Regions from separate parts of the Mus musculus genome. Here all the other regions are linked to region 3. A link is a contact called in public HiChIP or PLAC-seq and Micro-C data. All regions are on one chromosome and are shown on one strand. The core of a region is the stretch at or near the end of the contact, and the rest is flanking DNA. Distances in the headings are between cores, read along the strand shown. Region 1 holds the start of Platr21 (pluripotency associated transcript 21). Region 2 holds the start of Trap1a (tumor rejection antigen P1A). Region 3 holds the start of Esx1 (extraembryonic, spermatogenesis, homeobox 1).

Region 1 (2,700 bases), core at 122-2,621, 2.2 Mb before region 3:
AGGGATGAAGTGGAGTCTGGAATGGGTGGGGTTCTGGAGGATCCCAGTCCAGCTGGGGAGTGAGTGTGGGAGAGGGGAGAAGGGAGTGGCGCGAGTGGAGAAAGAAAGCCTTCTGCCAAGGTTTTCAATGAAACAGCTCTCTTAAGACAGTCTTGTGTGCATACCTGTATCTGGGGCAGGCTTGTACGCATAGCCTTTATTTGGGGGTGGAACAGGGCTCTATATCGACTTTGGAGAGTGGAAAGGAGTTCACAGGGTAAATGAAACTCCTTGGCTGGAGTTTCAAGTTCTGTGAATTGTCTCATTTGCATGGAGAGGCATTTCAGGAATCTCAGGTACCTGCTGGGTGGGTTCTTATGGGGGAGGGGTTAGTTTGTAGGTCGGTTCCTTGGCAGCCGGCGGGAGAGGCTGTGTGGGGTTAGGCTCCCCAGACAAGGGACTCTCTGCTGCAAAAGGGAGTCCTCCATTTTATGAAAAGCTGGGAAGAGCCATCCAGTCATGGTATCTGCGAGGGAGTTTCCCCACGGTCAGGGCAAGTATTTTATAATAGCAAGAGGATACTGAACCAAGGCCTTCAAGTACTCACTTTAGAATATTTGTGTGTGTGTGATGCTTACATGTTTGTGTGTGTGTGTGTGTGTGTGTGTGTGTGTGTCCGCGCGCCGGCTTGTTCCCACCTGTGTGTGGAAGCCAGAGGAGAATGTTAGGTGTCCTGCCTTACCATCCTCTGTTCTATTTCTTGACAGACAGTCTCTCACTGAACCTTTGGTTTATGGATTTGGCCAAGCTAGCTGGCCAGCAATCTCTCAGATTCACTTGGCTTCAAGGTCCCAACACTGGGATTACAGGCATATATAACCATGCCTGGATTTTGCATGCATGACGGGGATCAAACTCAGGTCTTCACATTCGTACTGTAAGTCCTTTTACCCACTGAGCCATCTTCCCAGCCTCCTCACTTTGGAATTATTAAAAATAAAATTTTATGTTAAAAATAATGAAGAACATGTTCGTATAAGGCTCACCCAAAGTGAACATGAACCAATAACAAAATAGGTAGATGGACAAGGGTACAGCAGATTTTCACACAGTGCAGGCTCTTAGTGATCTCACAAGCTGCTCTTTGGAAGAAAACGGTACTCATAATAATCTTGGATATTTGGAGTGCATAAATCAGGGAACTCGGGAAAAAGCCAGCTCCCTCGCACTATCACTGAGTATGCACATATGACATTATCTTCGACATTTCCAGACTAGAAACCATTGATTAGTAAAATGCTAATTCACTGAAAACAGGTCTTTGCGAAGACAGCCCTGCCCCCTTAAGAATCTGAGATCGCTTTTACTGAATAAACATCATCCATTTCTGCAATGTGAGTAAGATGCTCTTTCTGCACCTTGTGCCACATATTCAGCCCTGGGAACAGATGTGCAAGAACAAGGCTTAGGTGGAATTGGCACTTCATACCATCAAGATAAGGCGATGTGGCTTTGAGCAGAGAACATAAACAGTGTGGCTCAGCTCAGAAGGTCACTGTGAGTAGGCTGCTTTTCTTAAATGAATCGGGTACCCCTGGAAGGAAGAGCCCACCACTCTGGAGAATTTGCTCCTTTTGACTTCATGTTATGCTCTTTAGGGAGTTGAATCAGTGCGTTTCTCTGAGGCTCCCACCTGGCTGCTTCCTCCCTGTTTACTTTTTAGAATGTGTATCCTTTAACACCGTATCCTGTCTGGTAACATGCATGCACCGAATCACTGTTTTCCAGCCTCTGGGGGAAAAAAAAAACATGTGTGGGAACATCCATTCTGCCCGATTGCTGCTGCTTCTACTTGCTTCAGCAGTGGGAGAGGTAAGAAGGGTGTATGTGCTTCTGACAGACTGGGCTGGGCTACATGTCTGCAGGAGGCCCCTGGAAGTTGATGCCTGAGATGCTGTCTGCTGCTTGAGACATTGCTATGTTCTGAGCATAGGGCATTTCCTGATGATTGGCAGCTCCCACGTTCAAGTAAAATCAAGGCTGCAAATGAGGCTGTGGTTCACGGGGTCTAGACAGGTGCTGACAGGATGTGGTTTCCATCTGAGAGCAGATTTCAACTCTTCTATTAGCCAGAGCCTTTTGAGGCCATTGAGCTAACAATGTAAAATATTTCACTCAATAACCTGACCGGCCACACTCCCCAGGTGCCTCCGCACCTGCAGAGTGAGTGGAGCAACCCAGAGACATCCAGTCTTTAGGCTTTTTGCTTCACCCATCCCTCCGCTTTCATATGTACAGGTTTTTAGTCCTTTCTCTGCTCCTTGTGAAGGTACCAAGCCAAAAGTTTGTGTGTAAAAGGAACATAACATGCAGATCTAGATACGTAGGGTACATTCTCAAGCCAGAGTTTTCTTCTCTACTTGTTATGCACTATAGGACAGGCACTTGGGCACACATTCTTTCGACCCTAGAAAAACCTCTGACTGCTCAATGTTTAATGAGCTGCTATTTGGTGGGAACTTAGAAGATGCTGGGAGTAGTACAGATGATGGAGGCAAGGTCTGTGAAGTTTCAGAGGGAAGTGTAAGAGTTCCTTAAATACTATCAGCTATGTCTGATGTTTTGAGCATTAAGAATCTGTGTTTCGGATCAAACAGGGCTTAAGAATTTGCTGTGGTCAATGAGAGACCAGATCCATTAAAGTGAAACCCTGGCTATACA
Region 2 (2,700 bases), core at 101-2,600, 2.2 Mb before region 3:
AAAAAAAAAGGCCTGGGGAGGGGGAGGGAGGAGCACCCGAAAATGCAAATAGGGAGGGAGGGGGAGGGGGGAGCACCCGAAAATGCAAATAGGGAGGGAGCAGCAAGGGGGAGGGAAGCAGGTAGAGGAAAAGCGGTGAAGGGTAAACAGGGAGGGGAGGGGGAGGGGAGCAGGAAAAGAAAAGGTGCAAAAGGGGGAGGGGAGCAGGGAGAGCAAAGCTGGTGAAAGGTAAATAGGGAGGGGGAGGGGAGCAGGAAAGAAAAGGCGCGAAAAGGGGAACAGGAAGGGGAGGGTTTCGGGAGAGGAGCAAATGGGGAAGCCTGAAGAGGGTGGGGATCAGAGAGCAGAAGGCACGAAAAGTTGAGCCGAGGGGGAGGGGAGCAAGGAGAGCAAAGGGGAAAGGGAGCAGAGCAGGATGGACTGAAGCTCCAGAGGCAAGGTGGGAAAAGGGAAGAGAGCGGAGCAAGGACTGGGGGATGGGAGGAGCGGGGATAGGCGTGGACAGGAGAGCCAGGAATGGCTCCAGCAATGACCCCCAACCAAAATGTGGTCTTTACTACAGATGTGGGCAAGAGTAAAGAATGCACCCCACCTGAATCTAGAGTAAAGACCACGGGTTACTCACAGGCACAGTTAGCGCCAGCACCCATTTCCTCAGCTCCGGCACCCATTTCCACGCTCATCTCTTCTTCGGCCTCATCTTCTGATTCATCATCCATCAGGTTCTCCAATTCTTCTTCCTCATCATCCTCATCATCATAGAAGGCATCGTCGTCGTCGTCCTCGTCGTCGTAGTAGTCATCCTCATCATCCTCATCGTCTTCATCCTCATCGACAGAGGACATGCGCTTGCTTTGCCTGGCTATCCAGGCCACATCCCTTTCATACTGCTCCTCATAAAGGGCGTCTATGAACATCTGGAGCGCCAGAAAACTTGTTGTGACAACAGCGAAGACCAGCCACCCTAGATAAGGCAGAATTTCTTCCAGGGAGTACCGGTGCAATAAATTGCACCTATTCCCATCACCGTCACCACCTGAGCCACTGTGGGCTTTGTCTGGCTTCTTGTTATCAGACATGGCACAAAGGGTACCAGCAGGAAGCCGAGCTAAGTTAAGATAAGAGTAGAGTCGCAAGCTAGCGGCTTACTTCTTCGACCAGCTCAGTGCAATGGCGTTGACACAATGCATGCTGGGAGAGCAAAGGGGGGGGGTCCTCCCTCCTTCCTCCGGAAGAGTTCTATACGGAAGACTTCTATAAGGAAGACTTCTAAACTCAGCACAGCACGAGGTGGGAGGGGGGAGGGAGGGTGTAGTAAACTCTGGACTACTTTTTTACGTGAAAGGGTACAAATTCACAAGCTAGAGCTGTAGGCGGAACTTGCAAAACTTCCTACCCAAGGCTCACAAACCCCCCACGAGAACAGTAAGCTCATTGGCTGAGGGATGAATATCGCAGAACTCAGACACCCAATGAGTGATCAGGATCTTCACACATCTAGCGTCTTTGGGAGTCCCGGGTTCTTTTCATTCTCCTGTGGTAACGGAACTGTCTTACAGTGTACAGTGTTACAGCATAGCCGATTATTTGGTACAGAGATCGGCGTGTTTTGCATAGTTTCTTAGGGACAACTTGTAACAAACCGTACACAGGCTTTTAACATGAGAAACATAGCAATATGTTATAAGCGATCTCCAAACTTCACACCCGAGAGAGAATGGCCATTCGTAAGGATTAACAGTACTAAAACTGTTCGTGGGAGCCAGGCGTGGTGGCGCACTTAATCCCAGCACTCGGGAGGCAGAGGCAGGTGGATTTCTGAGTTCGAGGCCAGCCTGGTCTACAGAGTGAGTTCCAGGACAGCCAGGGATATACAGAGAAACCCTGTCTCGAAAAACAAACAAACAAACAAACAAACAAACAAAACCAAACAAACAAAACCAAACAAACAAAAAAACTGTTCGTGGCCACCATTCTGCAAAAATCATGAAGACTAATACGCTAGTCTGCTACTCCAGAGGAACCAGGGCTGCTGCAAGTGATTTGTGGTCCAGTTTCATCCTTCACCTCCATCAGTTTCGGCACACAAGCCACATAGGATAGAACCGTAATAGTGGACAAAGCAGGAGAAACCCACAGGTCAGGGGATTGCAGGAGGCGCGAGAGGGGTGGCAAAAGTCTGTACAGAAGTAGTCTCCAGGGGACTGTGACAGAAAGGCTTGCCACCATTGCAGTGTGTGCGCGCGCATGCTATGTTTTAACTTTGGTTGAAGGGAGCTCTATTTAAGGGCTCCAGTTTCAAATAAGAACACTAAAAAAGCCAAAGTCAAATGTATAATTATGGACTATTTTTCTTCCGGGACACAAATAGCCTTGAATTTGAGAGTTTGTTTTTACTGTACATTATTAATGACGTACTATGTTTAGTATGGTACATATGTACATGTTTTACATGGTCTAGATTGTGTGTGTTTGTGTGTGTGTGTGTGTGTGTGTGTGTGTGTGTGTGTGTGTGTGTGTGTGTGTCTTTTTAGGAGAATCCTGAAACCAGAAAGGGAAACATGACATGGTTGACTTTTTTTTTTTTTTTTTTTTTTTGGTTTTTCGAGACAGGCTTTCTCTGTGTAGCTCTGGTTGTCCTGGAACTCACTCTGTAGATCAGGCTGGCCTCGAACTCAGAAATCCGCCTGCCTCTGCCTC
Region 3 (2,700 bases), core at 161-2,660:
CACACACACATACACCACTGCCTGGAACATCCTTCGAATTAAGACACAAGTAATAAAGGAAAAAGTGCACGGACTTCGTAGTGAAACTGCCAAGTTGCCTGGCCTCCTGCGAAAAGGCCCACCACTGTGAGTCCGGGACAGCCAGGGCTGGTGCCATTGGGAAAACCCTGTCTCGAACACGTACCCCGTGCCCCTACTACCCCCCCCCCGTAACAAAAGTGAAAATGCCAACCAAAGGCCTGTAAAGGCAAAAATGTAGAACAAATCGTGCAGTGCCAAACACAAGGACCACAAAAAACAAGGATGTCAACACTTGAGAACATCTTTTGGAAAATTATACAGCCGTTTTAAATTTGACTCGCCATTTTCTAGACGGGGGGGGGGGGGGAGATAGTCCCAGGAAAAGGAAGGGGGAGGGGCGTGAATGTGGAGGTAGAGCGTTCTCCCGCCTTTTGAGCTTAGATACCCCAGAATTAGGCGGGCTTTTGGTTCAAGGCAGAGCAAGTTTCTACGATGCATTTTGTACTAAGAGCGAGCTATCTAACTCCGCAAAGGCACCAAACTCAAGTAACTTAGGCATTTTTGGGTCTCTTAAGCTTTTGGCAGAGTCCTTTATAGTAAGCCGGTTCGTTCCCAAAAATTACAACGCTCTAGAAGTATTTGAAGAGGCATAAAGGGTTTCTTGCAAGGTGTCCGTCCTACTTGCGCCTGTGTCACCCCAAAGACGCTGCTGAGTTTGTTGGCAAAGCCAACTCACTACGTTCTGGGAAAGCTTTGGGAACCAACTCAAAGCTCGAAAAGCTGGCCTTGTTGGCTTCCAGCACTTGGGAGGCAGCGGCAAGCAAGAGTATCTCTAAGTTCGAGGCCAGCACACTCTACGGTGTGTGTTCTAGGACAGCTAGGGATGCACAGAGAAACTTTGCCTCGAAAAGCCACAAAAAAAAAAGCCCAAAAAGCCAAAACAAAACCCCCAAAAAACTACAAAACCCAGCTTCCTGCCTACCTAAACATATTAGGGCTCTAATTCAGACTCTAGGTGCAAGAGTACAAAAACAACAAACAAAGCTCTAGTCATAAGTCACCGAGTCCTTGGTCGAGTCCAGTGTCCAAAGGGTGGCGGGAGGGGGAACCCATTTTGTTAGACTGTGCGTTCCCAACCCGTAAGTCCACGTAAATTTTTTCCTTGGGGGACGTAAAATGACATGCTTCGGAACATAATATTTAAGGGTGTGCGAGCTGGTGCGAACTCGGAGCTGCTAAATTATGATTCACAGTCTTGTGCAGCCCCTTAGTGCTCTGGGACGCCTAGGTAGAGTTGAAAAGTCAGTTAACAGCACGTGGAAGCGGGTCTCCGCGCGCGCGTGCGCGCGCGCGGGCGCGTAGGGAGCTCAAAGTCCGACCGGCACTTTAACAAACACACTCCCTGTCACCAGAGCACCCCCTACAATGTAGTCCCACCCTACAGTGTAGTCCCACCCATTCCGAATGGAAACACTCCTATTTCTAATGGGGGCTTGAGCGGAGGCACACTACGTAAAATCTGATCCCTAAGAGGCACAAGGGCTGACCACCCTATAAAAGGGGCGTGACTCCTCAACGAGCGCCACTCGGGTACGGGAGAAGCAGCTGGTACCACCTCTGGCCAGGACCTCGGAAGCCAAGAAGTCCGCAGAAGCTGGTGACTTAACAACCCACCGCGCTCCGGTCATGGAATCTCACAAAAAGTGCCCCTGCTGCTACTGCACTGACTTGAAGACCTTTGTTGGAGCAGTGAAGGAGGAAACACTTCAGGGTCAGTCGGTGCCGCCTCGACGCGTTTAGATTCGAGAAGAACTCGGGAGGACAACTTTTTTTTTTCTGTGCGCGCGCACGTATGCGCGCGCACAGAAGGTGACGAAGTGCGGTCAGCTTCTCGGACCTTCGCAGTCTCCGCCGCTCCTTTAGAGTGGCGCCTCGCTCTTCCCACTCTTCCCAGCCCTACCTAGGCTCCAAACCGCTTTTCTTTTTTTTTTTTCTTTTTTCTTTTCCCCCTTCTCCAGATCCACAGCCTAGCTTGAGCTCAACGCTTTTGGAGGGAGCAGACTACCAGGAAAACGCGGAATCTGAAACAACTTTCTACTCCGACTTTGGAGCCAGCCCGAAGGAGGAAGAAGTGGAGATGGAGAGTCAGTATCTGGACAGGGATAGGTTCTTAACGGGCAATTTAATTTGGGCTCGGCCTGATGTTCCCGGGTTGCGCGTGGGGGAAGCAGGGCGGCGGGAAGGGAGCCCCGGGGTGGGGGTGGGGGCGGCGGCGGGGAGCGGGACGGCGTGGGGGACGCCGGAGGGGGTAGCGTCCGGCGTGGAGTGGGGGCTGCGGCGGCCGGGAGGGGAACTGTGTGGAGGGGCGGCATGGGGAGGAGAGCCGCGGCGGCGAGAAGGGGGCAGCAGGCGCAGGGGTGGCAGCGCTGTAGCGAGCGGGCGGCAGGTAGAGAGGCGTCGAGGAGCCGGGACGGCAGCGCGGAGACGCGCGACCCGCGGCCTGGGGAGAAGGCAGCAGGTAGAGGGGCGGCGGGGAGCAGGGACGGAAGGCGGCGCGGCGACGCGCGACCCGCGGCGTGGGAAAAAGGCAGAAGGTAGAGGGGCGGCGGGGAGCAGGGACGGAAGGCGGCGCGGAGACGCGCGACCCGCGGCGTGGGAAAAAGGCAGAAGGTAGAGGGG

Evidence for each region. A called contact is a pair of places that touch in the nucleus more often than the background predicts. HiChIP or PLAC-seq counts read pairs in DNA pulled down with a chosen protein or histone mark.
Region 1: an H3K27ac HiChIP or PLAC-seq map of embryonic stem cells shows a contact between it and region 3, with 8 times the contacts expected there. The contact joins the promoter of Platr21 here to the promoter of Esx1 in region 3.
Region 2: a contact with region 3 is called in a Micro-C map of embryonic stem cells, with 5 times the contacts expected there. The contact joins the promoter of Trap1a here to the promoter of Esx1 in region 3. A contact is called at or near these places in 2 of 484 Hi-C or Micro-C datasets (both in embryonic stem cells) and 1 of 115 datasets of contacts at active chromatin or transcription factors (embryonic stem cells).

Annotation. Positions count from the first base shown.
Region 1 is chrX:139,355,441-139,358,140 of GRCm38.p6, reverse strand. It overlaps Platr21 (pluripotency associated transcript 21), which reads left to right and starts at 1,371. Exons shown (of 20, transcript NR_045455.1): 1 at 1,371-1,536; 2 at 1,768-1,851.
Region 2 is chrX:139,332,333-139,335,032 of GRCm38.p6, reverse strand. Trap1a (tumor rejection antigen P1A) reads right to left here and starts at 1,350. Exons shown (of 3, transcript NM_011635.2): 1 at 626-1,350. The coding sequence starts at 1,079. All of the region lies in intron 3 of Platr21 (pluripotency associated transcript 21), which reads left to right.
Region 3 is chrX:137,119,036-137,121,735 of GRCm38.p6, reverse strand. It overlaps Esx1 (extraembryonic, spermatogenesis, homeobox 1), which reads left to right and starts at 1,410. Exons shown (of 5, transcript NM_007957.2): 1 at 1,410-1,792; 2 at 2,040-2,165. The coding sequence starts at 1,708.